2 separate regions of the Sorghum bicolor genome follow, and region 1 is linked to region 2. Evidence: chromatin contacts called from public HiCAR-type data. All regions are on one chromosome and are shown on one strand. Each heading gives the region's core, a stretch centred on a gene start, on an enhancer-like site or on the middle of the called end of the contact. The rest is flanking DNA. Distances are from core to core; before and after follow the strand shown.

Evidence for each region. HiCAR-type assays count read pairs that join an accessible place to other places.
Region 1: a contact with region 2 is called in a HiCAR-type map of leaf, with 4 times the contacts expected there. The contact joins the promoter of LOC8070071 here to the promoter of LOC8073540 in region 2. A contact is called at or near these places in 1 of 4 Hi-C or Micro-C datasets (leaf mesophyll) and 1 of 1 datasets of contacts at active chromatin or transcription factors (leaf).

What each region holds. Positions count from the first base shown.
Region 1 is chr7:53,385,709-53,388,408 of Sorghum_bicolor_NCBIv3, reverse strand. It overlaps LOC8070071, which reads left to right and starts at 1,379. Exons shown (of 9, transcript XM_021464996.1): 1 at 1,379-1,732; 2 at 1,872-1,966; 3 at 2,087-2,206; 4 at 2,684-2,700. The coding sequence starts at 1,535.
Region 2 is chr7:53,161,610-53,164,336 of Sorghum_bicolor_NCBIv3, reverse strand. LOC8073540 (ethylene-responsive transcription factor ERF060) reads right to left here and starts at 1,300. Exons shown (of 1, transcript XM_002444274.2): 1 at 1-1,300. The coding sequence starts at 749.

The DNA of each region.
Region 1 (2,700 bases), core at 130-2,629, 220 kb before region 2:
CACCTGTGCAGCATGGACACGTCGTCCTATCCAAGCTGATGGAGCACCTACATGGCTGCTGCTCCCTTTTGGATTTTGAATGTTCCATGCGTGGGGTGGTGCTGCTGGTTGCTTGATGAATGGCTTTTAAATTTTGAAATTTCATAATTTTTTCAAATGAGCTCCAAATTAGGAAAATAATATATTTATTTTAATTATCTCAACAAGCTCTTCGCAATGACGTACTCTATTTAGTATTCTAGATTGTTTTCCAACGATGAATATTTGAAATAATATTCTAGTCATTTTTGCATAAACTTGTAACTGCTCCGAATATTATTTATACATATTTTTACATATCTGGTAAAACAAAGCACTGATATATTGAAGTACGTGTGTACATTAGTGGGAAGCAAGTTATATAATTGTGCTTTATCATCTTATTTAGCTATTTGTATATGTGATCAAATATATGTTGCTAATTATTTATTATATATTTTCTTAAAAAATATTTATTATATGTCATTATATTACACCGGTTCAAAGCATTTATGAACGATTCAGTTCATCCGGTCCAAAACAATCGAACCGGCGGTTCAACCGGTTCTTAACGGTTGGACCAATAAACCATTGAACCGATGATCTCACCGGATCGATATCCGGTCCGACCCTAATAACTATGAATAGTAGTACGTGGGTCGACCTGTCAGCTCTTTTCACAACAGTAGCAGCTCAAGATGGCAATGGGTATCTGAAACCCGAAATCCGATGGATTTTTTACTCTATTAGAACAAGGGTATGGGTCAATTTTTCTACTCATGAGTTTGTTAATGGATAAAAATCTAGATTCAATAGGTTTATAGACATAGGTCTGGGATATAGTACCCAAACCCATAAACCATGGGTTTTTAAAACCCGACCCATCATAGTGAAGCAATCATATTAGTCCACAATATCCTAAATTTTTCTACTAAACTACTCCGTTCATCGACATATATAAGATGATATGTCCATTCAAGTAAAAAATGAAAAGAGTGAATATAATTTTATGTTCTGAGACATGATTTTTATGTTCTATTTTTTCTTTATTGCTACGTGGATGTACCCATGGGCAATCCGATGGGTACCCATGACTCGATGGGCACGAGTCTAGACACCAAATTAAACCCGTCATAAGTTATGAGATTTTTAGCGGACAAATTTTATGTTCATGGACATGAGTTTGGGGTAATAAAACCCCGCAGATTTATAACCGTTTGCATCTGTAGTAACAGCCAACATGGGCTCATGCTGCGTGTGATGATAGACCGACACATCAGCTCGCACGTCACCACCACAAATCGTGTGTGCATGGAACCTGAGTTTCCATTTTTTCTTAAAAAAAAAACCCCACAAAATAGTGTGCTTTGTCGTGGAGGCACACGGCCCACCAGCTCCCTCCGCCGTGCTCCTCTGCTCACTGCCTTGGATTCCGCTTCGCTTCCTCCGGTCCTCTCTCCGCCGCGCCTCCACCAGTCTCCAGGGAGCACGACTGCGCCACCTCTCCCCACTTCCCATGGCGGCGCTGGGCACGGCGACCACACCCGCAGCAGCTCCCGGGGCGCCGCGCTGCTATAATCGGCACCCGCGGCCGCGGCACCACATCGCGGCGCGCCGGAACCGGGTTGCCTCGGCGAGGAGGCTTGACCTGTGCGCCAGCGCCTCACCCTCACCTGCCGTCACTGCTCCCGACATACCCGACGAAGCTGTCGAGGTGAGCTCCCCCGACCCGCCCCGCCCCGCCCCGCCCCGCTGAAGCATTCCGTCGAGCGGAGAGCCCGTCCACTTAGAAGTTAGACCACACACTCCGCTGAGAAGGCGGGGAGTTAATAAAAGCGTGCTTTCCATTTCAGGAACCCTTGGTGGAGCCGGCGGCGGAGACGAAGCTGAGGAAGCTGGCATGTCCAATCTGCTACTACCCCCTCGCGGGCTCGAGCGATCAGTCGGAGTAAGTGGCCTTTCATCATTTCGTTCCGCACCACCTCACCTGCCACTACCACAGCCAACTGGCTATCACGCAGCTTCCCAAAATTGATGGTTGTTTGTTCATCTCTAGCGATGCTTCCAGTCTCGAATGTTCAACCTGCAAGAAATCCTACCCGAACAAACAGGATTACTGGGATCTTACAGTGTCAGTTGGTTCGATAGAGTACTCTGAGTCCATGCCAGCAGCAACAGAATTGTTCAGGTAAGGAGCCTTGTTTGTTTCTTCTGGGATTAGCTGGCCTGGTGAATTTTGGTGAAATGAGGGGACGAGGGAATTAATCACAGACGAAATTGACCTTCTGAAGCTTAAAATTCTAGTGTCCCATAAATTAGGGGCATGATTCACTTGGCCTTCTGCTTCACTTCTCTGAGAGCTGGAATTATTTTAAAAATTACCCCCACTAACTAACAGCTGAAAGCATTCCTAAGGCTCTAAGCCTCTAAATTGGAAACACAAGAAATCTTGATGTCCTTTTGAAGCCTTGAAAATGTTGCTGACAGAGATACTTTCTTTTGCATACAGTCAACCAATGAACCAATTAAAGGTTGCATGTCATACTAGTATCAATGTTTGCCAAACTGTTTCTTTTGGGGCTGGGGGACAATGAATATGGGACTGCATTTGTTAATTAGTTCTACCAAATTATTTCTTAGTCCTTACAGATGATTATTCAAACAGGACTCCACTGGTATCAT
Region 2 (2,727 bases), core at 51-2,550:
GCCTCGTCCCACGGCGCCTCGCTGAAGTCCAGCTGCCCCATGTCCGCTACCACCGGCGGCGCCACAACCACCGGCGTCGTCGTCGTCCGGGAGGACATCTCCTCGTCCGACCCGGAGCCTTCGTCGGAGGAGCTGTTGCTCGGACACGCCGCCGTCGCTTCCAGGACGGGCGCGTTGATCGGCATCGCCTTGCTCTGCTTGGCCCTGGCGCCGCCCTTGGACGACGCGGCGGCGATGGTGGCGCAGATGGCCTGGAGCTTGGCGTCGACGGCGGGGTCGAGCGGCGCCCTGGACGCCGCGTTGTCGGGGAAGTTGAGGCGCGCCGCGTCCCCGCGGAGGCGGTACGCCGCCTGGTCGTAGGCCAGCGCGGCTTCCTCGGCGGTGTCGAAGGTGCCGAGCCACAGGCGGGTGCGGTTCCGGGGGAGACGGATCTCCGCCACCCACTTGCCCCAGTGGCGCTGCCGCACGCCGCGGTACAGCTTCTGGGCAGGCCGCTGCTGCGCCGGCGGGATGGGGACCGCGGGCTTCATGGGCTGCGCCCGCGGGCCCAGCCCCGGGTTCCGCTGCAGGTGGAGCTGGGCCTGGATGAACTGCATCTGCGCCGGGCTCAGGTGGGTCGGCGTCGCCGGCGGGTACTGCGCCGCCGGCGGCATGGGCAGAGGGGATGGGGCGGCGTCTTCTTGCATGAAGGACTCCATCGCTCGCATCAGATCTTCGCTGGGCCCCGGGAGATTTATAGCAGCCGCCATCAAATCGTACAAGAAAATATACTACTACCAACAACTTTTTTTTCTGGGGATTTTTTTTCCAATAAAAGAAAGAATAAATCGCCTAGTTCTTAGCTAAAATCAAAGAACAGGCTAGGACAGATCTACGACTGATGATCACTGAACGAACAGAGAGATGTGGAAAAAGAACCTCTCTTCGCTATCCCACCAAAAAAGAAGAAAAAAAAAAGAAGGAGAAAATCAGAGACCAGAAACTAAAAGGCTCTGGAGCTCTGTTGTAATAGCTAGTAGGATCCAAGGAAGAAGAAAGAGGAATCCAACAACTATGAACAAGAGACGAGCGACGGGAAGAGGAGAGTGAGAGCTGCAAGGATGATTCTACCTGGAAGACGGAAGAACTCGCTCAGAGCTATTCGTCCTACCTCGCTCAGACCTCACGGAGACGACGGTGCGTGTGTGGATTGGGGGATTTCTGGCTGGCGTGGAGTGTTTGTGGAAGAAGAAGAAGAGGGGATTGTGTGTGTGGTGTGGTGTTTGGGTTGAGGAGCTCAGGGGGAACACCATGGCTGCTCTTTTATAAGTAGGCAGGGCAGCGATGATCTTTTTTCCCAACCTTATCAACCACCTCACTAACCACCTCTTCCTAATCGCGCTTTTTCGCCCCGAGGACGAAGCTTCGTCCCGTGAGGCTGCCATGCGGGCCCGGGCCCCACGCGGAGAATCCGCGGGTGGGGTTTCGGCGGGGGCGCGGTGACAGGTCAGGGGAGCCACTGCCGTGGCGCCACGTGTGCTGTCGCAGGGCACGTGCCCCGGGACGCGACCGGCAGGTGGCGGTTTTTCGAGGGCGCGTGGCGCGGAGCCAGTGGTGGGGGCGAGTGGCTGTTCGCTGCTCGCTTTCGCTGTGGCGGATGGAGTGATGCTGGGGCTGCAGCTGCAGGCGCGGCTGCGCGGTGCGCGGCGGTAGGCGACGCGCGGGGGCGCGTGTGTTGTTTTGGCGAGCACGCACGCAAGTGTGCGGCCGCAGGCGGCGGGAGACCGGGAGATGGTGCCGTGGTGTGCACCGCTCTGATTTTTTTTTGTTTTTTATTTACCAGTAATAGAGTACCGAAAATAAAAACTTTTTGGTGTCTCTTTTTTTTTATGGATCGGTGCTTCGTTTATACTCACCCCGTCTCAAAAACAACGTTGTTGTTGACTTTCAGACATTGTTTGACCATCTGTTTTATTAAAACTTTTTATATAAATATCGTCTATTTTGATATGACTTATTTGATCATTAAAGGTACTTTAATAATAATTTATCTATTTTAGAATTTACATAAAAAATTTGAATAAGACGAGCGGTTAAACATGATTGGTCAAAGTAAAAAATATTGGTCTTTTTGAAATGGAGGGAGTAGCTTTTATGACTTGGTCGTAAAGGACCCCGCGCTTTGTTTGCAGCTTGGGGGCCTTGTTTAGTTCGCAAAATTTTTTTTGTTTTTAGGTACTGTAGCATTTCATTTTTATTTGACAAACATTGTCCAATCACGGAGTAACTTGGCTCAAAAGATTCATCTCACAAATTACAGATAAACTATGCAGTTAGTTTTTATTTTCGTCTATATTTAATGCTCCATGCATGCGACCAAAGATTCGATGTGACGGGAAATCTTGAAAATTTTTGCGAACTAAACAAGGCCTAGTTTCCCAAAAATTTTGTAAAATTTTTCACATTCCCTATCACATCGAATCTTTATACGTACGCATAGAGTATTAAATATAGATGAAAATAAAAACTAATTGCACAGTTTGGTCGGAATTGACGAGACGAATCTTTTGAGTCTAGTTAGTCCATAATTGGACAATATTTGTCAAATATAAACGAAAGTGTTACTATTTCTATTTTGCAAAATTTTTTGAAAGTAAACAAGGCCGCGCCATCCACTTAGCACATTCACAATACAAACTCTATTATAGAGTAAAAGTTATTTATTACCTCGAATGATATAGATTTAGA